Regions from separate parts of the Mus musculus genome. Here region 1 is linked to region 2. The links are chromatin contacts, called in public HiChIP or PLAC-seq maps. All regions are on one chromosome and are shown on one strand. The core of a region is the stretch at or near the end of the contact, and the rest is flanking DNA. Distances in the headings are between cores, read along the strand shown.

Evidence for each region. HiChIP or PLAC-seq counts read pairs in DNA pulled down with a chosen protein or histone mark.
Region 1: a RAD21 HiChIP or PLAC-seq map of pro-B cells shows a contact between it and region 2, with 6 times the contacts expected there. The contact joins the enhancer-like site here to the promoter of Evi5l in region 2. A contact is called at or near these places in 8 of 39 promoter capture datasets (the C10 cell line, the HPC-7 cell line, embryonic stem cells and 2 more), 3 of 15 datasets of contacts at CTCF or cohesin (CD8 T cells, large pre-B cells and pro-B cells), 5 of 484 Hi-C or Micro-C datasets (B cells, bone marrow-derived macrophages, embryonic stem cells and 1 more), 15 of 115 datasets of contacts at active chromatin or transcription factors (Th17 cells, bone marrow-derived macrophages, embryonic stem cells and 4 more) and 3 of 9 other capture datasets (adipose tissue, embryonic stem cells and liver).

The regions. Positions count from the first base shown.
Region 1 is chr8:4,367,756-4,375,298 of GRCm38.p6, forward strand. It overlaps the pseudogene Gm7434. Among named protein-coding and RNA genes, the nearest start is that of Ccl25, 22 kb to the left of the region's middle. Within about 2 kb of position 2,281, at least 47 of the 459 cell types and tissues checked have an H3K27ac peak or open chromatin away from gene starts, as enhancers often do. A contact at or near this core is called in pro-B cells, where this site is marked.
Region 2 is chr8:4,164,660-4,172,423 of GRCm38.p6, forward strand. Evi5l (ecotropic viral integration site 5 like) reads left to right here and starts at 1,908. Exons shown (of 20, transcript NM_001346730.2): 1 at 1,908-2,104. All of the region lies in intron 4 of 4932443L11Rik (a long non-coding RNA gene), which reads right to left.

The sequences.
Region 1 (7,543 bases), core at 1,031-3,530, 200 kb after region 2:
TGAACACACATGTAATCCTCACCACACTCCCACTCATCACAAAATTTTAGGCTCTAGCTCATGTAGTATGTGATCTCAGCAAGCTCCCATACATCCCCATACACAGAGACCTCAGTTTCCATATAATACTGCTTCCCTAAAATAGGCTTGCTGGGGCCAAATAAACTAGTGTTTGAGAGATGCACCCAAGCTGCCGAGAGAGCTCATGTTGTGATGCATATTCCAGGCACTGAGCCAGAGCCGGGCACGGTGATTGACAGCATAGCTGCCGGTACAGCTGCCCGATCCGATCCTGGCCGTGTGGCTTAATGTCTCTGAGCATCCGTTTTTCATCAAGTGGAGACTCTGAATACTTGCCTGTTCTCCAGAATTTCAAACAGCAAACAAGCGAACACCCGAGAAACCATCACAACTCTGAGAGGCTGCCACCGACAGCCTGGTTTGGGGTTGTGCCAGACGTACAGAGGTGTGAAAGTCCCCCTCTTTCCTAAGTCAGGAGATAAAGAACACTATTGCTGAAGGCCAGGTACTCCTGGGGCTACCGAAGACCAGCTTGGATCCTCCAGGTTCCCTAGACAGGAGTCATGTGTGTCCTGTAGGAGGTAACATCTACTTATTTAAGAGCACACAGGCAGATTTAACCCCAGGCTTACACAGACTAGGTTCATCTGAGGTCATAGTGTAATGTTCTAGTCTTCCTGAGTTTTGAAGTTCGACTTGGTCAGCCATTGCATGCCCTGCACCCCCTCCCCCAATCAGTTCTTCTCAGTGCCAGAATCTTCACTTTCAGATTCACTTTCAGGCATGGGAGCCCAGGTACATTAAAGTTTTTCTTCTCTACAGCAGTTGTAATTGGACTGTTAGCCACAAGGCGTGGCTTGCTGACCCCGGTTGGCCCTGAGCTCCTGCTATACTCACTGCCTCCAGCTGGTATTTCCCTGGTCTTGGTCTCCCATGGCCTAGCTAAAGGGTGCTGAGGCCATCCAGGTGATTAATTCAGAAGAAATCTTGATAGTTGCTTCTGACAATAACATAGCCGGTATGGCCTTACAGACTTTCAAGAGCGGGCCAAAATTCCAAGATATGCTTGACCTGGCCCAGGTGTGAGATGTACAGGGTCAAGGGTTCTTCTGTGTCAAGGGTGACTGGGTTCACCTAGGGGGATGGAACTGTTAGGTGAGTTGTTGGAGACTGTGTAAATAAGGATGGAAGAGGGTAGGGGACTAAATTTTCATGTATGCTTGATTCTTGGCTTTGTCTAGTCATCTATTCACAAGGCCAAGGTCAGCTAAGGATGAGGACATAGCAGCAAAGGCTAACCCTCGTTCTTTGATAAAAAACAAACAAGCAAACAAACATGAGAGACTGAGAAGATGCCTCAATTAATAAAATGCTTGATGTGCATGCCTGAAGATCCGAGTTCAGATCCCTAGTTCCCATGTAAAAGGCTGAATGTAGTGATACATGCCTATTTTCACTGGAGGGGGAGACAGGAGGGTTCAAAGGGCTTGCTGGCTGGTGGTATAGTCAAATGGTAAGCTCCAGGTTTATTGAGCAACCTTCTCTCAAAAAATGGAGTAGAACAGGGTCCACCAGATGGCTCAGCAGGTAGACCCTTTGCTACACATACCTGAAGTCCTAAGTTTGATTCCCTGGAACCACGTGGTGGAAGGAGAGAGAATTAATCCCTACAAGCTGCTCACTGACTTCCACATCCACGTTGTGTTTATGTCTGCGTACATAGATACAATCACCACCACTACCACCAAATAAAAGTAGTAAAGAAAAGAGAGGAAGAAAATAAGACAATGATGTTCACTTCTTGTTTTCAGATGTGGTATATATCCATGAAAACATACACACACACACACACACACACACACACACAGGACACTCAGATATACCAAAAATAACACACACACACACACACACAGGACACTCAGATATACCAAAAATAACACACACAAACACACACACACACACACACACACACACACACACACACACACACACACAGAGCAGTTAAGGGATCAGATGCTTGCCTTGAAGGCCCAGCAAGCAAGTCAGGCAGATAATAATCAGGCTCTAGAGCCCTAACGTGATTCAGAGGCAGCCCAGCTGATTGGTCTTATAAGCAAGGGTCTTTTTTTTTTTTTTTAATTCCCAAAAAAGTATGTTTCCAAAACTTGCCAGAATCTGTGGAGTTACAGAGAAGGTATCCAGCTAGGACAGAAAGAGAGCAAGGAGTGGCTTCAGAAGTGGCTTCCGCTGGCTTCCAATGTACTTCCTGTATCTGGCTGTCTTTGAGAGGACTCTGTGTGTAGATGACAAACCTTTCTTTATTTGAACTCTTCTGAAGTGCCTTCATGGTTCTGGCAGCTGGGCAATGGACCTCCACAGCAGGCCACCCCAGGCTGGATGATGTATCTAATTCTACAAAGGGTTATCTGTGCTTACTTTCCCCCCCACTGTGGGCCCTGCTGTGCCTGTGTCCTTTCATTTATATGCTTGTGGACTGATCTGGTGTTACATTTCAGAGAAAGCTATTTCAGTCTCTGCCCTTGCTTTAGGGAAGTCTCTTTGCTGAGGAGCGTGGCTCAGATGTATGCTCTTACTGACACCTCTTGGAAGCAGTGGGCATTACAGGCAAAACCACTGCAATACCCCCCACTCCACAGCATGCTGTGTCTGTCCACTTCAGGATCCTTGGCAACCATTCCGCCCTCACTGAAAACTAAAGGCCAGCAGCACAGCAACAAATAGCAGTAAATGTGGAAGTTGGTGTGCACATACACATGTGCCCACTGGGATGCATGAATCTATATGAGTATGGTAACCATGTGAGTATAGCTAGCTCTTCATGTGCACAAACATAGTCAACCCTCTCTATCCACAGATTCTGCATCCTCATATTCAATTGTCTATCAAAGGAACTCAGACGTTAACTCTGAATAGGCAAATAGCCCTGATGGAAGATTAGGAGTGGGAAGGTGGTTGTTGACATATGGACTCCATTTTGATACAACACAGAGAGGGGACTTAGTTATTCACCGAAAGGGAACAAGAAGGGATTAGGTTGACTATGGTGGTGCAGATTGTAAGGAAAAACTAGTACTGGAAGAACTGGATAGCAAAGATGAAATAACACAGAGGCTAGGAGATAGCTCAGTTGGTAAAGTGTCAATCAAATGTAAGAATTAGAGTTTGACACCCAGCACTCAGTAGAAAAATGCCAGGTGTGGTGGCACAAATGTATAATCCAAGTTCTGGGAAATGGAGATCCCAGGATCCCTGGAGGTCACTGGCAAACCAGTCTAGCTTAATTGGCAAATCCTAGGTGTCTCAACCAGAAATACTGCATGAACACATAACAAACAACACAACCAACCACCAGCCCAAGGTGGATGACTCCTGAGGATGGATACTTGAAGTTAACCTCTGGCCTCCACGTATATGTGCACCTGTATGTGAGTGCAGGTAAGATGGGAGGCCATACAGAGGGTGGCTCTGTGACCTAAGCACTTAAAATCTCTAACTCCCATGGGGAAGGGGAAGGACAATCCTGGCCCTGTGGTGGTTCCATTCGGGCCCTGCCCTCCACTTCACCTTTAGAGAATAAGCCATCTCCAACAAATCCTGGTTGGCAGGTGCAGTGGTAAGAGCTCAGGGCATGGAGGCAGTCAGCCTTTGGGCCACAACAATGCTGTTAGATGGCACATTCATCCAGGTCTGCAGCAAATAAAGCAAGGATCCCCCAGCGTGTGCACTGAGAGACTGTGGGGAGGCTGACTCTCTGATCATGGGGACCCTACACGGTCCCCATAAACTATCTTCTAGACTCCCCACCTTTACCCTGACTTACCTTTGGCCTACTTCTTCCACATTGCCGCAATCTTCTACCTCTAGGTCTATTTCTCAAGTATTCTCTTTGTCAAGCGATACATGATTGCATGTTTCTCCACAGAGCTTGTACAGCACTGAGTGGTCTCATGGGAACCTAGAGTTGATCATGATGATGTGTCAATGTAACAGAGGTAGAAGTTGATACTGGGTGTCTTTCTCATCACTTCCTACTTCGTTTATTAGTGTAAGGATTTACAGCTGAACCCAGAGTTCATAGGCTAGTGTAGATAGATAGCTTGCTCCAGAGTTCCTCTATGTAGCCTCTCTGGTGCTACGATTAATTGGGAGCATCTATTTACATGTAGGTTTCACTGAGCCATCTTTCCAGACCAGCTTTATTTATTAGTATTATTTTTGTATTCACTTTACATCCTGATCAAAGCCCCCTCCCTCCTCTCTTCCCATTCTCACCCTTACAAATCCTTCCCCCTATTCCCCATCCATTCTTCTAAGAGAAGGAGCTTTCCCCTTGGGCAAGCCACCTCATCCTGGGATATCTAGTGTCAGCAGGACTAGGCATAACCTCTCCCACTGAACCCCAACCCGGCAGGCCAGGTAGGGGGAAGGAGATCCAATGGCAGGGAACAAAGACCTAGACAGCCTGTACTCTGCTTGTTAGGGGACCCGAATGAAGTCCACGCTGCACATTTGCTACAAATGTGTAGGGAGTCAAGGTCCAGTATCTTAATTAGACTTCACATTATTTTTATTTTGAGACAGGGTCTCTCATTGAACGTAGATCTTGAAGACTCAGCTAGATTAGCTGGCCCATGAGCCCCCCAGGACCCACCTGCTCTGCATGACACTACACCTGGCTTTTTACATATGCCCTCATGCTTGAACGGCAGGCATTTTACCCACTGAGCCATCTCCCCAACCCACAGAGCATTTTCAAAGGCAAACAAACAAACCCAAGAAGAGCCATTAGGGTCCATCAGCTTCTGACTAGGGAAAGACAGCTCATAACGGGGCAGCAAATAGGTTGAAGGGCCTAAGGTAAAGCTGCACTGGCCAAATAGTCTTACTAGCTAGCAAGTCGTTTTGACCAAGCGGTGGCCAGAAGATCTAGTGGGCCCACCTAACCATGCACAGGAAATATGAAAATAAAAATCCCACCAGCATCTAGATTCAAAGGCACCCATTCTTTTGACATTGCAACATGACATGACCTACAAATGTTTTGGGACACATTAGTAGCTATCATGGAACACATACTGCCCTCAGGTGGTCAAATTGAGCATGACTGAGAGTTTTTTTTTTTAAATCATTCCAGGGACTTTTTTTTTTTTTATAATTGAACTTTTTTTTTAATTAAGTATTTTCCTCATTTACATTTTCAATGCTATCCCAAAGGTTCCCCATATCCACCCACCCCCACTCCCCTACCCACCCACTCCCCCTTTTTGGCCCTGGCGTTCCCCTGTACTGGGGCATATAAAGTTTGCAAGTCCAATGGGCCTCTCTTTGCAGTGACGGCCAACTAGGCCATCTTTTGATACATATGCAGCTAAAGACAAGAGCTCCCAGGTACTGGTTAGTTCATATTGTTGTTCCACCTATAGGGTTGCAGTTCTCTTTAGCTCCTTGGGTAATTTCTCTAGCTCCTCCATTAGGGGCCCTGTGATCCATCCAATAGCTGACTGTGATCACCCACTTCTGTGTTTGCTAGGCCCCAGCATAGTCTCACAAGAGACAGCTATATCTGGGTCCTTTCAGCGAAATCTTGCTAGTGTATGCAATGGTGTCAGCATTTGGAAGCTGATTATGGGATGGATCCCTAGATAAGGCAGTCTCTAGATGGTCCATCCTTTTGTCGCAGCTCCAAACTTTGTCTCTGTAACTCCTTCCATGGGTGTTTTGTTCCCATTTGTAAGAAAGGGTAAAGTGTCCACACTTTGGTCTTCGTTCTTCTTGAATTTCATGCGTTTGGCAAGTTGTATCTTATATCTTGGGTATCCTAAGTTTCTGGGCTATTATCCACTTATCAGAGAGTACATATTGTGCGAGTTCCTTTGTGATTGGGTTACTTCACTCAGGATGATACCCTCCAGGTCCATCCATTTGCCTAGGAATTTCATAAATTCATTTTTTTAATAGCTGAGTAGTATTCCATTGTGTAAATGTACCACATTTTCTTTTTTTTTCCATTTTTTATTAGGTATTTAGCTCATTTACATTTCCAATGCTATACCAAAAGTCCCCCATATCCACCCACCCCCACTCCCCTGCCCACCCACTCCCCCTTTTTGGCCCTGGTGTTCCCCTGTACTGGGGCATATAAAGTTTGCAAGTCCAATGGGCCTCTCTTTTCAGTGATGGCCGACTAGGCCATCTTTTGATATATATGCAGCTAGAGTCAAGAGCTCTGGGGTACTGGTTAGTTCATAATGTTGTTCCACCTGTAGGGTTGCAGATCCCTTTAGCTCCTTGGCTACTTTCTCTAGCTCCTCCATTGGGAGCCCTATGATCCATCCATTAGCTGACTGTGAGCATCCACTTCTGTGTTTGCTAGGCCCCGGCATAGTCTCACAAGAGACAGCTACATCTGGGTCCTTTCAATAAAATCTTGCTAGTGTATGCAATGGTGTCCGCGTTTGGATGCTGATTATGGGGTGGATCCCTGGATATTGCAGTCTCTACATGGTCCATCCTTTCATCTCAGCTCCAAACTTTGTCTCTGTAACTCCTTCCATGGGTGTTTTGTTCCCAAATCTAAGGAGGGGCATAGTGTCCACACTTCAGTCTTCATTCTTCTTGAGTTTCATGTGTTTAGCAGATTATATCTTATATCTTGGGTATCCTAGGTTTGGGGCTAATATCCACTTATCAGTGAGTACATATTGTGTGAGTTTCTTTGTGAATGTGTTACCTCACTCAGGATGATGCCCTCCAGGTCCATCCATTTGGCTAGGAATTTCATAAATTCATTCTTTTTAATAGCTGAGTAGTACTCCATTGTGTAGATGTACCACATTTTCTGTATCCATTCCTCTGTTGAGGGGCATCTAGGTTCTTTCCAGCTTCTGGCTATTATAAATAAGGCTGCTATGAACATAGTGGAGCATGTGTCCTTCTTACCAGTTGGGGCATCTTCTGGATATATGCCCAGGAGAGGTATTGCTGGATCCTCCGGTAGTACTATGTCCAATTTTCTGAGGAACCACCAGACTGATTTCCAGAGTGGTTGTATAAGCCTGCACTCCCACCAACAATGGAGGAGTGTTCCTCTTTCTCCACATCCACGCCAGCATCTGCTGTCACCTGAATTTTTGATCTTAGCCATTCTGACTGGTGTGAGGTGGAATCTCAGGGTTGTTTTGATTTGCATTTCCCTGATGATTAAGGATGTTGAACATTTTTTCAGGTGTTTCTCTGCCATTCGGTATTCCTCAGGTGAGAATTCTTTGTTCAGTTCTGAGCCCCATTTTTTAATGGGGTTATTTGATTTTCTGAAGTCCACCTTCTTGAGTTCTTTATATATGTTGGATATTAGTCCCCTATCTGATTTAGGATAGGTAAAGATCCTTTCCCAATCTGTTGGTGGTCTTTTTGTCTTATTGACGGTGTCTTTTGCCTTGCAGAAACTTTGGAGTTTCATTAGGTCCCATTTGTCAATTCTCGATCTTACAGCACAAGCCAT
Region 2 (7,764 bases), core at 658-3,157:
TTTTTCTTAACAGTTTCAAAATTTTAATGGGGCAATATAGATAAAAGAGGGAGAGTGTATGAGATCAACACTATAATACACATCCATGCACTCTGGAAACTAAGGTAGGAAAATTCTGAGTTTGACACCAGTCAAATGCGCTGCGAGTTGGAAGCCAGCTTGAGCTGTGGTGAGACCCTATCTCATAAATTTTAAGCCGGGCGTGGTGGCGCTTGCCTTTAATCCCAGCACTCAGGAGGCAGAGGCAGGCAGATTTCTGAGTTCCAGGACAGCCTGGTCTACAGAGTGAGTTCCAGGACAGCCAGGGCTATACAGAGAAACCCTGTCTCAAAAAACAAAACAAAACAAAACAAAAACAAAAACAAAATTAAAAATTTAAAAATCCATGTGACTGTCAACTGTTAGTATCAAATAGAAGCCCTGACTATACAAAAGGTTAAGATCTCAAACCTTAGAAATCCTGACAGTCCCTATTCTGAATAGACTCCTCTGTTTCCCCTCGTGTCCCCCCCCCCCCCCCCCGATCTTCAGCCATCATGCTGAACTTTTTTGTAGCCTTTTGTGAATCAGGCTGTACTCCACTACTCATCAGTCTCCTCCAGAGGGGAACCACTCCCCCTGCTGAACCTATGATCTCAGCTTTCCTTCTATGACACATCCTTCCTTGCCCCACCCTGTCCAAGGCCCATAACCCACACCCTGGAGTCATCCTCTTCTCAAGTCTTGTAGCTGTCAATGATGGGTCATACATGCTCTCTGCCCTCACTTACTTATTAAAAGAATCTAGGATCTGGCCAAGGTGGTGAGTGGAAGGTGAAAAGTGGGAGGATCTGGAGTTCAAAGTCACCCTCTGCTACACAGAAAATTTTGAGGTCATCCTAAGACTACAATAGACTCTGTCTCAAAAATTAAAATAAAAAAAAAATAAAAACAAAGTGGAAGGAGAAAGGGGAGGAGGAAAAAAACGAGGACAAGGGGGAGTCGGCAAAAGAACCAAGGTCCCATTCATTCATTCATTCTTCAAGCCTTTAAAGCAGCTCTCACGTGTGCGGCTCTGGACCCAAAGGAGACCTGACACCCCCTCCGCCGCTCTATACCCCATCCCCGCCCCGCCCCGCCCCGTCCCAGGAGAGATAATGGTTGGGGCAAATGAAGGATGCAATCGGCGTTTTGATGCCAGATTCACCCAGCAAGGGTAGGACCTGACCTAACCACCCGGCCACCACAGAGATGCTGGCTCTGAAGAGAGGCCTTCTGCATACGCCCGATCTAAAACCCAAGCCAGGAGCCCGGCCCTTGTCTGGTCCCGCCTATCCTTGCACCGAGACACGCCTCCTCATTAACTCCTCCATTTCATTCAGCCCATGGCCTTAAGTCCTACCGCCCAGGACGCCAACCTCATTCCCAGTCTCACGACTCCATTGGTCAAATACAAGAGCCCGCCTTCCATCAGTGTCGCTGACTGCTTAGAAGTCAGGATCTCTTTCACAGCACACCCCTCCCATCTCAACAGTTACCAGGGACGAGGTTTGAAGAGCAGATAGTAATGGACGGCTCAGAACCTCTCATGATTGGGTAGAATTCCAGCTCTGGGCGGGGCTTAGTGCTTTCAGCTAAGGGTTGCTCAAGGCCTCAGCTTTCCTTCCGAGGCACACCTCTCGCCCATCACTATTAGTAGTTTAGGTGTCGATCAATATTATTACTTATTTTGATAGGTAAAATTAGATGTCCATCACAGATTCTCTCATTTCAATTCGCTCCTCTCCTCAGAGAACCGTAGCCAGGGTCCGCCTCACGGGGTGGCTATGGATTGGTCAGGTCTTATGTCATTCTTCTACAGTGGGCGGAGCCAAAGGCCTAAGGGGGCGGTGAATTGGTTGACTGGGCTGGGGGGCGGGGGGCGGGGCAGCGGCTCCTGTCAGCGGGTGAAATGGCAGTGGCGGAGCCAGCGACGGCCGCGGTCCCCGGGGGTGGCTGATTGAAAGGGGCCGGGCCGCGGGGTTTGCGGGACCCTCGAGCAGACGTGACCGTGGGTCGGGGCATCGGACGACACAGCGCAGGGACAGCGAGGCTCGGCGCGGCGATGGAGGCGCTCTCGGCGCAGGTAGGGCGGCCCGAACCGGGCCTCTTCTCCTTGGGGGCGTCAGTGCTGCGGGGCCCCGCGGGGAAGCCAAACCAGGAGCGTGACCTGGGGTCGCCTCGCCTCCAGAATCCACGCTGGGAGCCTTGGCATTCCCAGTCCCGGACCCTGGAACTCCGGCCTCCGCCCACCCTCCTTCCCGATCCCCTCAGGATCCCTCCCAGGGCTCCTAAGACCCAGTGTCTCTTCGCGACGTCCCCCACAGGCTCAGGACCTCTGTACATCTTTCCCAAGACTCCTCTGTTAGAATCTGTCCAGGGCTTCCCCATCCCCCAGTCTGCAGACCTGCCCCCCCCCACACACACACACCATGAGCGTCTCCTTTCCAATCCACAACCACCACCACCACCACCCCGAGTCCCAGGACCCCTCCCATCTGCACATCTCTTGCCTTTACATCCCCCTAAACCTCCCACTTGGCTTCCTGTCTTCTGTGTCTGGCCTACACCCTCATCCTCTCCAAGGAGACCAAGATCAGAGCCCTATACTCTTTCTTTCTGACTCCACAGAAACCCATGCCTCACCTCTTAAACGGAAAGATTCCCAACTGAATCCAGAGACATCAGCTCAGCCTGCTCACTTGGCACCCCTCCTGCTCAAGGGCTCCAATAAAAACAAAAACAAAAAAAACATCACTTCTAGTCTTCTGAGAAGACTATACACTGTTGCTGATCTTGAGCCATCTAGATGGCATCTTCCTGAAGAAATGAACACTCAGGACTTCCCAAAAGACCAAAAGATAGTGCTGAATCCCATCCCCCATAGACACACCCTCCCCATCCATCTTTCTGATACAGAGTGGGGTCATTTAGATACCCCTAAATATACAGGAACCTAAGGGCCCAACCCAGACCCAGGCCCATGAGTGCTCTCCCCCCCCCATCTCTCTCTCTCTCTCTCTCTCTCTCTCTCACACACACACACACACACACACACACACACATGAGAACTTCTATACACCTTCTTGAGCCCAGTACCCTCAACAGACCTCCTAACTCAGACAAAAGACAGAAGATTGTGAGGTGGCAAGCTCTGTCCCCAGCACCTAGCCTGTCCCTTCCACCCCATTCTCTTTGAGTTGGGACTCCAGGGCGTGTCAGGGCCTAAGATCTACCTACCACAAATCTCTCCCCCCCCTCTCTCTTTCTTATCCTTTTTAATAGGAAGGACATTCTTTCCTACACCAGTGTCCCAAAAGGAACCAGTGCCCATCTCCAAATCAATGGCACCTCCCTATACATACCATGGGGAGTGAGATCTTCCAGCGGCTCCTGGCCCCAATCCTAAAGTCTGACCAGACTGGTAGGACCAGCATCCTTGAGCCTATGGCATCTGTTGGCCTCAGATGATATAGACAGTGCTGCCATCTAAGGTGCTCATCAAGGCCAGTTTCTGAGAGCCCTGTGAGTTCTTTTACCCACCACCAATGTTTGGTCAAAATAAAACAGCTTCCTCCTAGCATGTGGGATCTGCTCAGACTGGGTCAGACCTGCCAAAAGCAAGCACCTCTTTAAGGAATATTTTCAGAAGGGTTAAAATGTGAAGAAGACAGGGGGGGTGTGTGTGAAAGGATGAGTGCTCTGATTGACAACCCCCTCTGCTTGACACCCCCACTCCCATATACACCACTCCCAGCCAATCTGTCATTAAGCCAGACTCCCCACATCCCTCACTCTTCATGGTTGTATTGTATTGGTTCTCCCTACCAATTCTGCCCCACAGCTCCCATCCTAGGGTCCCACCTGTGGGTTCCCTCTGGATTCCTGCGGTTGACTGTGGTGGTTTGGAAGGGATCACAGGTAGCTTGGCCCCGGCACAAGACAGAGAGGAAAGAAGAGATTGCAGAACTGGCTGTAGTTGTAGAACTAGGGAGTGTAAAGGAGAATCCAGAACAAACCAGCTCCTAACAAGCATTTGGTTATGCCTGGAAAGACCCAGATAAAAAGCCTAGGTTTCCTTGTAGAATATTTACAAACAAATTCTGAACAGATTTGAATAAAAAAAAAAAACTCATCTTGGCTTAGAACTTCAACTTCTCCATCTGGAAAATGGGGGTTGGGGGAAAAAGCCCTTAGAATAGTAGTATTCTGCTGCAGTCAAGCCAGTTAGATTAGGGTGTGGCCTAATGTGTTTCCTGGGAGCAGTGAGGTTTAGCAGAACAGTGGGGTTTAGCAGAACAGACCCCACACACACCTAGCAAAGTTGGTATTGTCACTGGCCCTGATGATCCCTGTCTTCAGTGGATAGTAGCCATATCTGAAGGACTTAGCCATCTTGCAGGAAGCTGGCTTAAATCAGGGCTGAAAGAATGAAGAAAAAAGATGATCTGTTGTGGGACTTGTAGTCATGCAGGCATCTTCTGGAAGGACTGAGGACATGGGGAACTAACTACTGGCAGCCCTCCTGATGGACACAAGATAGAAGTTTATCATGTCCATTTGAGAGCAAGAGTGCATGAAAAGACTTGAAGGTCATGTGGCACATGAGAAGCTGCAAGACCTCCCCCCACTCCCCAGGGGACTTTGCACAGATGGACACAGCGGGTTAGAAAGGGCCCCTGGGATAGACTGTGAACTCTGTAGAAAGTACAAGAAGGCTTTAAGTCTTTGAGTAGAGCCAACACAGCTTTGCTGTAGCCTGGGGATATAGATACATTGTCTTTTGTGTCTGTGCTTTGATAGGTACTAGTAGATCAGAAACAAGTCTTGTAGAATGTCAAGTCAGTGTTTATGGGTGATAACCCCACTGTGCCCAGGGAATTGACTCAGATGGCCTGTATCTAAAGCCTGCACAGCCAGCTTGAGGAAGAGTTAGACCCAGAAGCACACATTGATTGAGCTCTTGTCTTGTGTTCACTATGCCAAACATCATTTGCATATCATCTCATTTAATCCTCTGAGCGACCGACCGAAAGGAGCCAGTGTTCCAGTGTGTTCCTTTGCTATCACATGCTGCTGCTGCTGCTGCTGCTGCAGTAGGAATGCAGGAGACAGAGTTACTTACACTGCCGTAAGAGCTCTGAGAAAGGACGTCCAGGAAGGTGTGACAGGGATGACTTATGGATGCAGTCACCAGGCAGGCGTGGCAGGTTAGGGTGTCCCAGAAGTACTTGGACAGGGGCTGGGCACCAGCATAGTTCTTTCATGGGATGCGTGAGTGACTTCTAGGGATGGACAGATGGATGGATGAGCTTTACCCTTTAGGCCAGCGTCTACCAAATGTGATCCATATGACAGTACAGACCATCAGGCACTCATGGTCAAAAAGGGATCTGAGATTGGGAAAATTGGGAGAAGGTACAAACCATACCATCTCCAGGAAAGCCAAAGTCAAGCACTAGAAAGAAGGAAGTTGTTGAGAGCTAACATGCTCCCTGTGTCCACACCCCAGTTGGAGAAGATACCATCCCTCAGAGGAACGTTTCCAATGCTCCTTTGGCATATTTTGCCTGCACTTTAATGTCTGTTCTTAACATGTATCCATGTGCTTGTGAAACATTTTGTTTGTAGGGGACATGGTAGGTGTATGTGTTAATATTTCACATATGAGTGAACGCATGTGTGTGCGTGTACATGTGGAGTCCAGGGGTCAGCCGTGAGTGTCATTCCTCAGAATATGTATTAAGCTGTCATGTAGGTACTGGGAATCAAGCCCTGGTTCTCTGCAAGAGCTGCCAGTGCTCTTAACCACTGAGCCATATCTCCAGACTCTGTCCACCTTGTTTTTTGAAAGAGGTCTCTCAGCTGGGTGGTGGTTGGTGCATGCTGGTTTGTCCCAGAACTCAGGAAGCAGAGGCAGGAGTTCAAGGCCAGCCTGTTCTACAGAGCCAGTTTAAGGACAGCCAGGGCTACATAGAGAAACCCTCTCTTGGCCGGGGCAAGGGGGGGTTAAAAAAAGAAATCAGTCTCTCACTAGGCCCCAGGGACCCTCTTGCCCCTGCTTCCCTGGCACTGGTATTACAAGCATACACCACTGTGCATGACTTTTTACATGGATGCTAGGCCTCCAACTCAAGTCCTCATGCTTTTATGGAAAGTACTGGCCTATCTCCCTGGCCCTATGAAATAATATTAAGTAGTTGGTTTTTGCCTGTGTGTATGTATGATGTACTTGTATGTTCTGTACATGTGCACAATTGTCTGTGAAGATGCACTTCCCTGTGGAGGGCAGAGTGTCTTCCTCTATTGCTCTCCACTTTCATCTAGTAGCACAGGATCTCTTGCTGAGCCTGCAGCTCTCCAGTTTGTCTAGTTAGCCAGCTTGCCTAGAGATCTCCAGTCTCTGTCTCCCGAATCTTGAATTACAGATGACTGCCATCCCTTCTCTGCTTTTTTATTTTTAATAATTTTTATGTGTGTCCCTGTTTGACCTACATGTATGTCTATGCATTTTGTGCAATGCCCACAGCTAAAAGAGGACATTAGACCCTCTGAAATTAGAGTTACAGACAGTTGTGAGTCTCAGTGTGGCTGCTGGGATTTGAACCTGAGACCTGTGCAAGAGCACAAGTGCTCTTAACTACTGAACCATTTCTGCAGCCCCTCCTGCTCATCTTTGACCTGGCTTCTGTGAGTCCAAACACTACTTTTACAACCAACACTTTATCTATGGAGCATTTCCACAGACCCCCTCCCAATGAAATCCTTTCACTGGTACCTGTCTCCCACACAACCTGTAAGCAAGTCTCATGAAAGGAGGGTGCCTATCTATTCTCCAGTATCTGTATCTATTCACAGGTGAATCCCAGATTCACATAGCAGTTTCTCAGTAAAATGTGTTTGATTTTACAAGCTAATGGGCTTCCCTCCCTCAGCCATTTCTGAAACAGAAAGAGGTCAGATCTGTCTGCCTTAGGTAAAGGTAATGCTTTGTAAGGCCTATCTGCCTCACATGTGTCCACCATCCAATCCAGCTCAACAAGCCCAGAAAGCTGGCACAGATGACAGAGAAACATCTCCACCTGTGCACCTGCCACAGGAAGCCCTTGTAAAAGGGCTTTGATGTTCTTCCTCTGTCATTTTCAAGGACATTTAAATAGAGAAAATGAAGAAATTTGCCCCCAAGTGAACCTGTTACAGTGGCAGAAAATAAGCTGGTAAGGACACACAACATAAGCCTATTTTTTTGGGTCAGATGAGAATTTGTAGGTCATAATGGTCCACCCTTAGGTTTTCACCTGAAGGTGTGTTGCTGTTACTGCTCCTGTTACTACCAATAAGGGTGATTATAGTTTTATAGTGTTTAGTCCTTAAAGATCATCACCATTAAGGGGCAATTTGCACTGGACTGTAGGGTCCACACAGTGGCCTTGACAGCCCTTACCTTCAAGGAACTGTCCATCCAGCAGGGAATAAATACAGGCTACTGCTGATTCTAAACACAGGACAAAAGTCTGAGTGGTAATAATACAGAGTGGGGAGGAGGGAGGGAGGGAGAGAGGGGGGGAAGGGGGAGAAAGAGTGTTGGTCGGGTACTATATCATTAGCCCTGTTTACAGATTGAAATGTCATGATACCCTGGATCACAAGGGGGGAGTATAGGAGGAGGTTTCAACTGTAAGCCAAAAGATTTAGAATAACTGTCCACACTGCAAGAATATGGAAAATTCCAGAACATCTTGGAGA